2 separate regions of the Zea mays genome follow, and region 1 is linked to region 2. A link is a contact called in public Hi-C data. All regions are on one chromosome and are shown on one strand. Each heading gives the region's core, a stretch centred on a gene start, on an enhancer-like site or on the middle of the called end of the contact. The rest is flanking DNA. Distances are from core to core; before and after follow the strand shown. Region 1 holds the start of LOC100283085. Region 2 holds the start of LOC100273536 (putative protein kinase superfamily protein).

Region 1 (6,179 bases), core at 1,780-4,279, 180 kb after region 2:
GTCACCACATCTCCCTCGTGCGTGGTCTTGAGCACGTCCCAAATCTCCTTGGCGATCTTCAACCCTTGCACTTTATTATACTCCTCTTGACATAGAGAGGCGATGAGTATAGTAGTGGCTTGGGAGTTGAAGTGCTGGATTTGGGCGACCTCGTCCGAGTCATAGCCTTCGTCCCCCACGGATGGTACCTACGTTCCAAACCCAACAATATCCCATATACTTGTGTGGAGTGAGGTTAGGTGATGCTTCATTTTATCACTCCACATAAAATAGTCCTCACCATCAAAAAACGGTGGTTTGCCTAATGGGACGGAAAGTAAAGGAGTGTGCTTTGAAATACCGGGATAGTGAAGTGGCATCTTACTATACTTCTTACGCTCATGTCGCTTAGAAGTGACGGACGGTGCGTTGGAGCCGGAGGTGGATGGCGACGAAGAATCGGTCTCGTAGTAGACAACTTTCTTCATCTTTTTCTTCTTGTCGCCACTCCGATGCGACTTGAATCGTGGAGGTGATTCCTCCCTTCCTTTGGCGTCGGACTCTTTTGATGGAGCCTTCCCGTGGCTTGTGCTTGTTTCCATCTCCCTCTTGGCGGATCCTCCCGACATCACTTCGAGTGGTTAGACTCTAATGATGTACCGGGCTCCGATACCAATTGAAAGTCGCCTAGAGGGGGGTGGATAGGCGGAAACTGAAATTACAACTTTAAACGCACTACAAGCCGGGGTTAGCGTTAGAATAAAATCCGAGTACGAGAGAGAAGAGGAAAACAAATCAACCAAGAAAATAAAGCGGATGACACAATGATTTGTTTTACCAAGGTTCGGTTCTAAAGTACCTAGTCCCTGTTGAGGTGGTCACAAAGACCGGGTCTCTTTCAACCCTTTCCCTCTCTCAAACGGTCACTTAGACCGAGTGAGGCTTCTTCCTTAATCTCACGAGTCACTTAGACCCTGCAAGGATCACCACATAATTGGTGTCTCTTGCCTCACTTACAAAGCTTGAGAGTAAGAAGTGAGAAAGAAAAGAAAGCTAAGCCAAACAAACAAGAGCAACAAAGAAACACAAATGATCCTCTCACAAGTCCTAATGCGCTAGAGTTGAATTGGGGACTTTGAGCAGATCGATCACTTGAATTGTGTCTTTGGAGTGGAGTCTATTGTTCTTTTATTGAATGCAATGTGTTGAATGCTTGGATGGTTGGAGTGGAGGTGGTTGAGGGTTATTTATAGCTCTCAACCACCAAAACAACCGTTGGGTGGCTACTATCGATGGGCGCACCAGACAGTCCGGTACGCCACCGAACACTGTCCGGTGCGCCAGCCACGTCACCCAACCTTTAGGGTTCGGGCGGTTTTGACCGTTAGAACTTTGTCTTCTAGTGGCACCGGACAGTCCGTTGCCGCACCGGACAGGTACTGTGCACTGTCTGGTGCGCCTCTGGTGGCTGCTCTAACTTCTGCGCGCATTGTAGCGTTTGCAGGTGCCCGTTGCAGTCGACCATTGCGCTGGTAGCCGTTGCTCCGCTTGGTGCACCGGATAGTCCAGTGAATTATAGCAGAGTGGCGCTGCAGAAACCCGAAGGTGGCCAGTTCGGAGTTGTACTGTCCGGTGCGCCAGGCCAGGGCACACTTGGGTTTCTTTGCTCCTTTCTTTTTGAACCCTATCTTTGGTCTTTTATTGGTTTGTGTTGAACCTTTATGCACCTGTAGAATATATAATCTAGATCATACTAGTTAGTCCAATATTTGTGTTGGGCATTCAACCACCAAAATTATTTATAGGAAAAGGTTAAACCCTATTTCCCTTTCAATGATGACTCAGTGTATAGAAACTAGTGTCACAAACTTTATTTGTAAGTATAATGTCTTTACAAAAATAACTAATAAAATAAACTAAACGACGATGATGATCCCGATAACAAGACACATGCAGGTTGACCAGAGCGACGACGACCTAGAACTTAATCAAAGTCTTCATAGTAGTCTTCAACTGGTTGACCTGATTCTGAGTAGCAAATTAACTGAACCGTCGGTTAAATCGATTTCTACTAGCGATTCTCAATTAACCGCATGTGAAAAAAACATTTCACTAGCGGTTCTAGAAAACGACGGTGAAAATGAGTTACGAACCACTCCTGGTACTAGTGGAGGGCCTTGTACTAGTGGAGGGCACTATAATGCGAAGTGTATTAAGTAGGCGAGCGACACTATAGGGTGTTTGTTTTGAGAAATGAGCTAGTCCATCATCTTCTCAACCCTCACTTTTTTGTTTGGTTTGTGCAATGGAATGAGTTGATCCATCACCACATCATTCCTCATAATCATAATTAGTACTAATATGAGGAATGAGGTCATCCCACCAAAGTTGAGGAATGGATCTATGATGCACCACCTCATTTTGGATGGAGTGATTACTCAAACCAAACACCTCTAAGAGCTGTGGGCAAAGACTAATAGGATGTTTGGTTTGAGAAATAAATTAGTTCATCATTTTCTCACTCCTCACTTTTTTTTGTTTGGTTTGTGCAATGGATTTTAGTTGTTATACCACCACCTCATTCCTAATAGTTAGTTAGTACTAACACGAGGAATAATGTCATCCCACCAAATTTGAGTAATGGACTCGTGATGCACCGTCTTATCTTGAATGGAGTGATTTATCAAACAAACATCCCCTAAGTGACATGTCGTTCACATTTATCATATATTTTCCAAATAATAGAATCGTCTATCTAAAATGAAGAGACATAATAATTCCATAAATGTCAAAAAGCAACTGTATCTGTCATGCATAGCTATATCCTCCCCCACCGTGATAAGCCGAGCAGCAAAAGATACTTTGCGGTGGCCGTATCCCACCGTGAGCATTCGTACCGAAGTGGCAGGAAGAACCAAATCCATGCCACGGATAAGATATGCCAGGTGGCAGCCGGCCAGTGGGGGGCATGGACCGCGTGGCGCCCTGCGCACCAGGCTGGGGATAATCCGCGCAATGCAATTTGAGGCCATTACGCCCTTGGCTCGTACGTACTTACTCACTCTCCCCCCACCCGCGCCAGGCCAGACAGACTAACTGAGCACCCGCTGCAAGGAGTCCGCGCCCATGGCGAGCACCAACATGGCGTCGGCCACCTCGCGGTTCATGCTGGCCGCGGGCGTGCCCACCGGCAGCAGCGGCGGCCGCGTCAACTTCGCCTCGGCGCCCAACCGGCTTGGCAGGAGGCTCGTGGCCCGGGCCGACAACGAGGCCGCCGCAGCTGAGGCGGCGGAAGGGGAGGGTGCCGTGGCCACCAAGCCCAAGGCCGAGAAGCCGCCGCCGATCGGGCCCAAGAGGGGCGCCAAGGTTCATAATATATACACTCATCATCACCCCCGCATGCGTGCCGTGTTGTCTATGCTACTCAGACGACCGCCACCAATTTGATGCAATTGATTTGGTCTTTAATTAATATGGTTATTCTTGTGCCATTATATTGATCGGTGGCTAGGTGAAGATCCTTAGGAGGGAGTCCTACTGGTACAACGGGATCGGCAACGTCGTCACCGTCGATCAGGTTACTAGCTCACTCTCCTCGTCATAGCTAGAGCATATATATATAGATAGAAAATCAAGAATTTATTTTGTTAATGTGGAACATGGCAATACCATAGTTAGAGAATCGCCGTTAGCATTATTATTATATACAGGATCCCAACACCCGCTACCCGGTGGTTGTGCGGTTCAACAAGGTGAACTACGCCGGCGTGTCCACCAACAACTACGCCTTGGACGAGGTCTCAGAGGTGAAATGAGTGGGGCCGGCCGGCTCAAGGGCTCCGCGCTAGCTACCGTGTGATTGATTTGTAGTAGTTGTGAAATGAGGCTGTGAAGCTGCATGCTGTGCTGGCTAGCGTCACAACATCGATCCTATGTGTAATAGCATAATCCACATAATCATATCATGTAATTGCTTGCTTTATTCACCGTGTACTCAATAATCTCTCTTGCTCTCTAAAATTGTTGTATTGTTATATGTGGTTTTGTACATGCACATAAATCGCTCTCTGCCACCACTGTTTGCGCTGTGCCAAGGACTCAACCTAGTTGAGCTAAAGAAAATGGTGTTTTCCTAATAAGAAATAGAACTATTCTATCCTAACAGACTATTACTGTACCATTCCGTGTTCTGTCATTCCCATTCCGTCCTCACTGCAAAGCCCATTCCCAGCTGCATGTCTTTCTCATTCCCCCTCCCTGCAAAGCCCATTCACATTTCCATTCCCGGCTATCACATGTCTTTCTCATTCCCCCTCCCACAAAGCCTATTCCCATTCCCACGTGCATCCCATGCCTAGCTAAAATTAAATTAAAAAAACAGGCTCCAAGGAGATTCGAACCCGCAACCTCTCAAATAAATGTGTTTGTAGCTACCACTACACCACATGTGTGTTTTTGTTTACATCTATTATAGTAAAAACATATAATACATCTCTCCCGAAGCCCACCTGCTACCCTTGCACAATGTGTAGTAGTAGATAAGTATCACTGAGATTATTAAATTATATTTTTGGATTGAGGGAGTAGTATTTAAAAAAGAGCCTTGCATGCAATTTCTTTTGTTTGAATAATGTTTTCAACTTAAATACTTTTTTTTGCATGTGTAACATTTATTCCCATAGTATTTTTCCATGGATCTAACTTATAAATCATTTTCATAAACCAATGCCAAAGATGAATCCATGTTTCTTACTTGGAAACCCCGAACAAACACCACTAGCATGAGGCGCTCGCGTTGGCGTCGCTCACCGACGACGAGAAGAAACTTGGCGACTGTCAGTTCGAACTCTGGAAGCAGTACTACATGGCCCATGCGCCGCTGTGTACGGCAAGCTCTGGCGCAGCCGCCGCTTGGACGTGGTCCAGAGCGGCTGCACCGCGCTGTCCATCGTCAAACATGGGGACCTCATGGTCGTCGCCAATGTCGACGACTCTCGGGTTGTTCTGGCCATCGCAACCTACGACGACGCCATCACGCCGTCTAGCTCATCATCCACCTGAAGCCTAACCTGCCACGTAAGTCGCTACTGACCGACCATGAATTCTTGTGCGCTGGAATGATGACCATTGTTGTTGTTGTTGTGTGAGTGTCCTCGAACAAGATGTATGTAGAGGAGTAGCACATCCGGTGGTGCAACGACCAGGTGTACTACCTCGCTGATGAGCCCGGGGTGCACTTTATTTGGCAGCCCAGCCAAGAGTGATCGGTACTCACCATATCGCGCGCGTTCGACGACTATTATATCAAGGATTGTGGCGTCATCTCGACACCGGAGGTGAGCAGAGGTGGACCGACAACAATGACCACTCGCCATCGTCGGGGTACCTTTTGTGCCGGCCTGCCTTTAATTCTCTTCGCAAACACACACTTGCATTTTTTGTTTAAGCAAGCGTGTATGGTGGTGCGTGCCTGATGACTAACGATGTACGACGGAACTTCTACCGGCAGGTGTGGCACGTGCTCTCCAATAATGAGACCATGCAAATCATGACATATATCGAAGTCTGCATGATACTGATGGTTGCAATGTAGTAGTGAAACAACTAAATTAAAATAACAAAACTTATGTATGGCTAGGATCACAAATGGATTATGAAATATTTTCTTATAACAATATAAGACACATTTTGTATATAAGTTATCATGGTATTATATGTTCCCGTTGCAACGCACAGGTACTGACCTAGTAACAGTTGAAGCAAGCAACACACAATAATCCAACGCAACGCAATATAGCTAATTGGACATAAGGTACAATCATTGTCTGTGCATTCACCACCAAATTTGGCGTACGCCTAATCTCAGCTATTCTTACTCTAGGATGTCAAGGATATATAATCTTGTTTACTTAGTCGTTGTGCTTAGTCTTTGTGCCTAAGTTTAGGAGGCAGTGGTCAGTTAGACATGGCGCTCCTGTGCGTGCATGCCGCGTCAAAGACCGGGTCTTTTCCTTACATGCAGCGTCGAGTGGTGGAGCTGGAATTCCGGGCGCGGTGACCATGTTCTCTGCAGTGGGATGGCACGGCAAGTTCGGGGGCATGGGAGCATGTGTCCGGGATCTAAGCAACACCTGAGAGTGAGTCAATAAAGGGGAGATAAAACAGAAAATGCAGCGTGGGTTTTGCTACGCCAAAAAATC
Region 2 (6,470 bases), core at 2,203-4,702:
AGGTATGAACTATGAAAGCTACAGTTGACCTGAGAAAGTTGCAGTCAAGTGTAAAAAAATGAAAATGAATGTGGCAGAAGATAATTATCATGAATAAGAGTATTAAACAATTACTCAGGTGCATGATATCCAAAAGTTCCCAATACACGAGTTGAATGGAGACGAGCTGCCATATCTGGTGCTTGGTTCAAAAGATTGAAGTCTGCAATTTTTGCCTTGAAATCCTCAAACAGCAGTACATTGCTTGATCTGATGTCCCGATGGATGATTGAAGGCTGAACCTTTTCATGCAGATATTCTATACCTTTTGCAGCCTCAATAACAATTTTGACCCTCTGCATCCAGTCAAGCACAGGGCCAGGCTGCGCGCCTTGAACGCCTTTTCTTCCTGTTGTATAAAGGAATATGATGCAGATCCATTACAGATGAGCATGACATCCTATAAAGAATATAGTGTGTGCACATTGGACATGAAAAGGGTGTTGTATGCTTAACATCTTACCATGTAAAACATCATGAAGCGAACCCATGGTTGCAAATTCATAAGCAAGTATACGATAATTCCCATCCACACAATAACCCAACATCTCAACAAGATTTTCATGTTTTAGCTTTGATGCCAGTGAGACCTGCAACGCAAAGAATGTACATATTTTTTCATTTTTCCCCTTCCGACATTATCAACTATGTATTAGGAATATGAACACAAAATCAAGAAACCTTAAATCCTGTCAGTGGTCACCTGTTTGAGGAACTCATCATTAGGCTCATTTTCAGATGCATCAAGTTTTTTAACTGCGGCTTGCCTCCCATCATCTAAAGCGGCATGATATACTCGTCCATAAGAACCTTCACCAATCAGAGCACTTGATCCAAAATCATCAGTCTTTTGTTTCAAATCATCCAATGACAATTCAGGAACATCAATTGTTGGAGGGGAGAACTCTGGCTCAGGTTGACTAACAGGAGGTTTTGAAGACTTCTGCTTGGCTGAAAAGATAAAAATTAAATCAGCAAAGACTAAAGATATAAATGATGTAACTAAAAGATGATACAGGAGGACTTAATACATAGGTCTCCAATTAGTCAGTCTAACAGATTCTAGCAGAAAACCTTGGGAACTTCTGTTCATGGAGAGGGCAAAGGTGGCGTACATGTGATAAGACAAATAACACCTTAGAAACAACACAAGAAAGATATAAAAGACATGTATTATGAGCATCGTGTGACTTGGGTCCCTTAAAAAGAGAAGGGTGATTGGTCTGAGTCTGACAGTAGAAACTAGGAATGGTCTTCCAACACTTCTTTATCTACCTTCCAGCACAGTGAATTACGTCCCCAAAAAGAATAGAGGAAAACTGTGCAACCCAAAGACAACAATTAGGGTTCCAACACAGTTTTGTCTGTATAAACAGAAGTGTATATGTGATATGAGAAACACTATAATGAGATCTTTGCCTCGGAAGACTGATGTTCAAGCATTTTATATTAAAAAAAACAATATGATGGTTTCTTTGTATATGCTATCTACACATTTGACTAAGACATATCCCTGTATTCGCCAGTATCAGAATTACACTAAGAAACACTGATGGTTGACTTATATATCAAGTTTGTAGCCAGTCCCGGAAATCATATCAGAAATTCTTCATCTGCCTTATCTGTACATGTGAATCCAGTAATAATCTGATTCACATTAAAGAACATGAAAACTTTCTGTGAATGGCCAGAAAACTGCTCTGAGCTGTTCTTCAGAATGAATACGACTGAAGTTTCCTAACTCCCATGGACGTCAAGAGAGAACAAAAGGTTGGTCCCTACATAACCTTCAACTGGCCCAGTCATACCAGAATTCACAGGACCAAACAAAGAAAAGCATTGAAAGCAAGCATCGTACGGTCTATCTTATTGCTCTGAGCTTTGGCCTGTTCCTTGTCATGGCCATCTTCCTCGTCATCAAAGTGGCAGTTACAACATAACCATTGCCTCATATCGCAGTCAATCACCCGTCGCCACTTCGGTACATGCAACAAAAACACAACAATTAGAGATAAATGGAAAGTTCAGAAAGAAGGCATTCCTCATACACAAGCAGCATGACTACATGCAATCAATCAGTCAATGGAGCTGTTTGTTTGGGCTTTTTTTAGTTTATGTCCACCAAAAGCTGTTGCGGACTGCCAAACGCCCCAACTTTTCAGCCCACTTCTATAAGAATCGTTAAAAACCGTTCAAAATCAAAATGAACACAGAATCGGTCGAGTAGTAACGATAGTAGGAATCCATCGTTTTCTAGATCCTGAACCCTTTGATCCATTTCATATTTCTCCGCATGTAGGGCCTGTTTGGTTCGCTACCTAACTTGCCACACTTTGCCTAACTTTTCTGCCTAAGGTTAGTTCTTCAATTCGAACGACTAACCTTAGGCAAAGTGTGGCGCAGTTAGACACGAACCAAACAGGCCCGTAATCCCCACGATACTCAGATTCTTCCCACAGCCAGATTCTCTCCACGGCTAGATTCTCAGAAAATATGGTCAGAAAAAAACTGAACCAAACAGGCCCAATAGGTGCCGGCGTACAACTCGTCTGTATTCATCACAAAAATTTAGTACAATCCGTCCATACTCATCAAACAAATTTAGTAAGGCAGTTAGCATGAATGTTTGACCTATTTAATGTGCGAGCTAACAAATTTATTCACATATTAGTAGGCTGATAGCTGTAAGTCTGAGAATAACTTAGCAGGTACCATTTTATTTCTCTTTCCAGAGGGTTTGGAGTTATACATTTCAGATAGCATTCACTATTCAGGTGAGTGAACAAGTGATTGCAGCAATGAGGGTCGCTTTCAGCCAGCCTTTTCAACAAGGGCGTGGAGACCAGTACATCTTGGAACCGTAAGGAGATCCCAAGAAGAAAAAAAAGACGTATAAGATCAAGTTCTTCCGCTATTACCAGGGGCGACCTTTGGTGTTTCCACCAATCCCAAGAGAAAGTTAATAATTTACATGCTGCTACCAGTACAGGTCCACCACACATCAAGCAAGCAAGCAGTCCATGTACCTCGAAGGGGATTGGATTGGAGGACCGTTCACGCATCCGCACCACGAAAGGAAGATTTGGATTCGAGGGCACACAAGCATAGAAATAGATAATCTCTCCAACTGAACTGATCTCAACTCGAAAAAGGAAGCAGTCAATCCGAGGAAGAAAATAGTTAGGGCTTCCTTACCAGCGACCGACGAAACGAGTCGAGGTGCCGTCGGGACCGATGAACGGAGGGATCCTCGCTTAGCGCCGGCACCTACGGAAGCGGAGGTTGAGCAGAAGGTGGAGACGCTGCGGTGCGTGCTTCAGTAGTAAACTGAAGCCTCGGCGAGCCCCCGTGCAGGGCGTGTGTATCGGCGGAAGAAGAGGGGAGAATGGTGCGACCTGTGGGACCACAGCTAGGGATGAAAATGGATGTAAAAAATCTCGTTCCTATCAGCTCCGTTTTCTATACATCGTTCGTCTGTTTTCGGATTTTTGGAAAATATAGATACGAAACAGGTTACGAGTTGAGAGTCTGCGGGAACAAAACAAAAATGAGAAATACTATTTTCCGTTCTGATTGTTGAGATCCTATATTTCATCTGGATATTTCCAAATTTAACGTGAAGATTAAGTCCCACAGCCACAAGGTGTACATTGTAAAGCCGTCACCACTCACCGTTAGGCCCAATGCGACAAGCCTAATAGGCTAAGGAACGGTACACACGTGAAACCCTAAGCCCACTCCCATGTTTGCCAGTTCGGCACGTGGACGCTGTGACGTGGCTCAACATAAGACACCTCCAGGCACCGTCACGCCAACGACCGACTCCGCGACTCACCAACTCACCATTGTCGAGACACGTCGAGCACGGACACGGGACTCCCACTCACCTTCGCTCGCGGCCGCTGTCACACACTTGTGCCATCTCGGCAGCTAGGCCACGCTAGACGTCGGGCCAGCAGTGCAGCACGCAGCACGCAGCACGGCACCGGAACCAGCTCACCATCGACCTTCGCCTTCAGGTAACGACCTCCTCCACACCTCTAGTCCTCCAGTCCATCGAAGAATTAGTAATCACGCGGTCTAGTCGTGGATCAACCTCACACCTTGCTTGCTTCAATTGCTTGCAAGTTCTAACAGCAGCAGACATTTACTTGTTTCAATTGCTTGCTGCTTGGTGCAATGACGCTTGCTGCTTGGCGCAATGATGCTTGTTGGTTGTTGCATCCTACATGCATACATGTTTGCTTCTAAAATTCAGGCATTTGCTTGTTTCAATTTCGTAGCGCTTGCTGCTTCTAAATTTCAAGTATCTGCTCCCAATTCATGGCTGAAGATGACAAACCGTGAAGAAATCTTGCAAATGCCCGATGTCATGGTGAATTGGTGTTTGAATCATTTGCAAATGCTAGATGTCATGAAGACCTTGAAGAACTTTTATTATGTATGTATGTGTGTCAATGTGTGAGTGTGACATGTTTAATGTCTATGTGGACATGTGGTCATATAATCACGTGGACTTATTTTCTCGTTGTTTAGTGGACTGTTGAATTTGAATTTGGACTACGACTACGACACCTTGTGATTATTTGTTTCCAGGTAATTTTTTCGTTGAGGTAATTTCCGTTCGTTTTTCGGTTAATTTTCGACTGTATTGGTTCGTTTCCGTAAACCCGTGTAACTCAGACTCGTTTCCATCCGTGGTTGTTCCGCTCCTGCACCCATTTTCGACAATGAACTGCATGAGCGAAACGGGAGAAGGGTTTTTCCATCCGTTTTCATCGCTAACCACAACGACATTTTTCTTTTCTTCTTCTTTGATTGGATGTGTTAGCTGTAACAAGCTTAGATTAGCCCACATCATTAATATAGCATCCCAACCATGGTTAGGGTTAAAAGTTTCACCCTACAACATGGTATCAGGGCACTGTTTCTGCCTTCTTCCTCTCTCCCTCTCTAAGCTCTAAGCGTCGCCTGCTCCATGGCTAGCGAGCCTCCCATGGCTACGCCAGGCTCCCCCATCCCCCTTTGATGCGACCACCTGGTGAAACCCTTGTCGTGGTTCCCATCTCCCTCGGCGTGTGCCTCCCCTACCCAACCACGTCGACGGTCGGCAAGCGATGCCCCCACTCCACTATCGCGGTTACCCTCTCGCCAGACGTGCAACTCCCTTGCCCAGTCACGTCGGTGGTCGACGCCCCATGCGCCAACTCCCCTGTCGTGCGGATGGTCATGCTCCACTCTCCGGCGGCCGGTGACCCGAGCTACACCTCCCCTGCCTCTATGTCACTCAGCAACGCTCTCACATTGTCAGGTCCTTCCTCCACCGCCTCAAGTCCCCTCTTCTCCCATGGCTGCCACCAGCTTCCTCTTTCTAACTGCTACTGCTCTCTCTCTCTCTCTCTCTCTCTCTCTCTCTCTCTCTCTCTCGTCCATAGAGCATGCCTCCCTCTGCGTCATCGTTCTTCACAGGCCACTGTGTCGCCCCAACACTTGTGCTCTTCTCTTCCCACCTCCCCCTTGATGGTCTCATGCAGCGACGGCGGCCTCGATGCCCATCGTAGTTGCCTCCGCGCCCCAGCATCGTGTGCCCCCAACCATCCACTCTATGAGCATATAGGCCCTAATTTATGTTTTGGTAATTAATGGCAACATGTGTGGACTAACAAATTCTTTAAGGTAACAAGAATGTATGTTGGTCCATGAAAATATGAACTACATCAATGTTGGGGCCTTTCTCGGCCTAAGGTCCTCAAAGCATTGATTTCTCAATAGTTTATAAGTCTGTTTTAGGTGTAACAGAGCGGTCGACAAAGGTCACCTTCGTTTGGAAACAATGTGCAACTAACACACAAACACAAAGACGAACAACGACCTTCAGCTCCATAGTGTGAATGTGTCAACAAAGATAGAAGAAGAAATCCTCAAGGCTTGCTCAAGACGGCTACAAAGGAAATGGTGATAATACCCTTAGTTGATTTTATAGTTCATGTGTATAGGACTGAGGACATGGTTGTAATTTTTACGAAGTTCTATTTCGCCACTATAAATAGAGGTACATTACCACACAAACGAGTACGTGTTCCAGGAGGGAGAAAATCGAATTGTTGCACCTATAAAGCTCGTATTTGCTCCTTTTCACCTTCATGTTGTTTTCTAAGGCCGAAGGTACAATTGTAATCATTATTAATAAGAGGATGAAGAAGAATAGCACTCTCAATATGAGTATTTTAGAACATTTTGTGTTATAATTTCTTCATCTGCAATTTAACTCTTATCCAACCATCTTCTGCCTTCTCCTCTTAATTAACACTTTTGCGGAGAGTTGATTAGGGGGTGAAGAGAAGGTATGTCCATTTGTGTTGCCTTGTTTTTATTTTATTCATGAGTCAAAAATAAGTGACCAACATTGGCGCCCACCTTAGGTGAATTCA

What was found. Hi-C and Micro-C count contacts between places; a contact is called where the count stands out from the background.
Region 1: a Hi-C map of ear shows a contact between it and region 2, with 3 times the contacts expected there. The contact joins the promoter of LOC100283085 here to the promoter of LOC100273536 in region 2. A contact is called at or near these places in 2 of 25 Hi-C or Micro-C datasets (ear and leaf).

What each region holds. Positions count from the first base shown.
Region 1 is chr7:39,029,934-39,036,112 of Zm-B73-REFERENCE-NAM-5.0, forward strand. LOC100283085 reads left to right here and starts at 3,030. Exons shown (of 3, transcript NM_001155987.2): 1 at 3,030-3,345; 2 at 3,491-3,556; 3 at 3,690-3,977. The coding sequence starts at 3,106. The coding sequence ends at 3,794.
Region 2 is chr7:38,850,809-38,857,278 of Zm-B73-REFERENCE-NAM-5.0, forward strand. It overlaps LOC100273536 (putative protein kinase superfamily protein), which reads right to left and starts at 3,453. Exons shown (of 8, transcript NM_001147954.1): 1 at 3,235-3,453; 2 at 1,898-2,015; 3 at 743-990; 4 at 503-629; 5 at 115-388. The coding sequence starts at 1,991.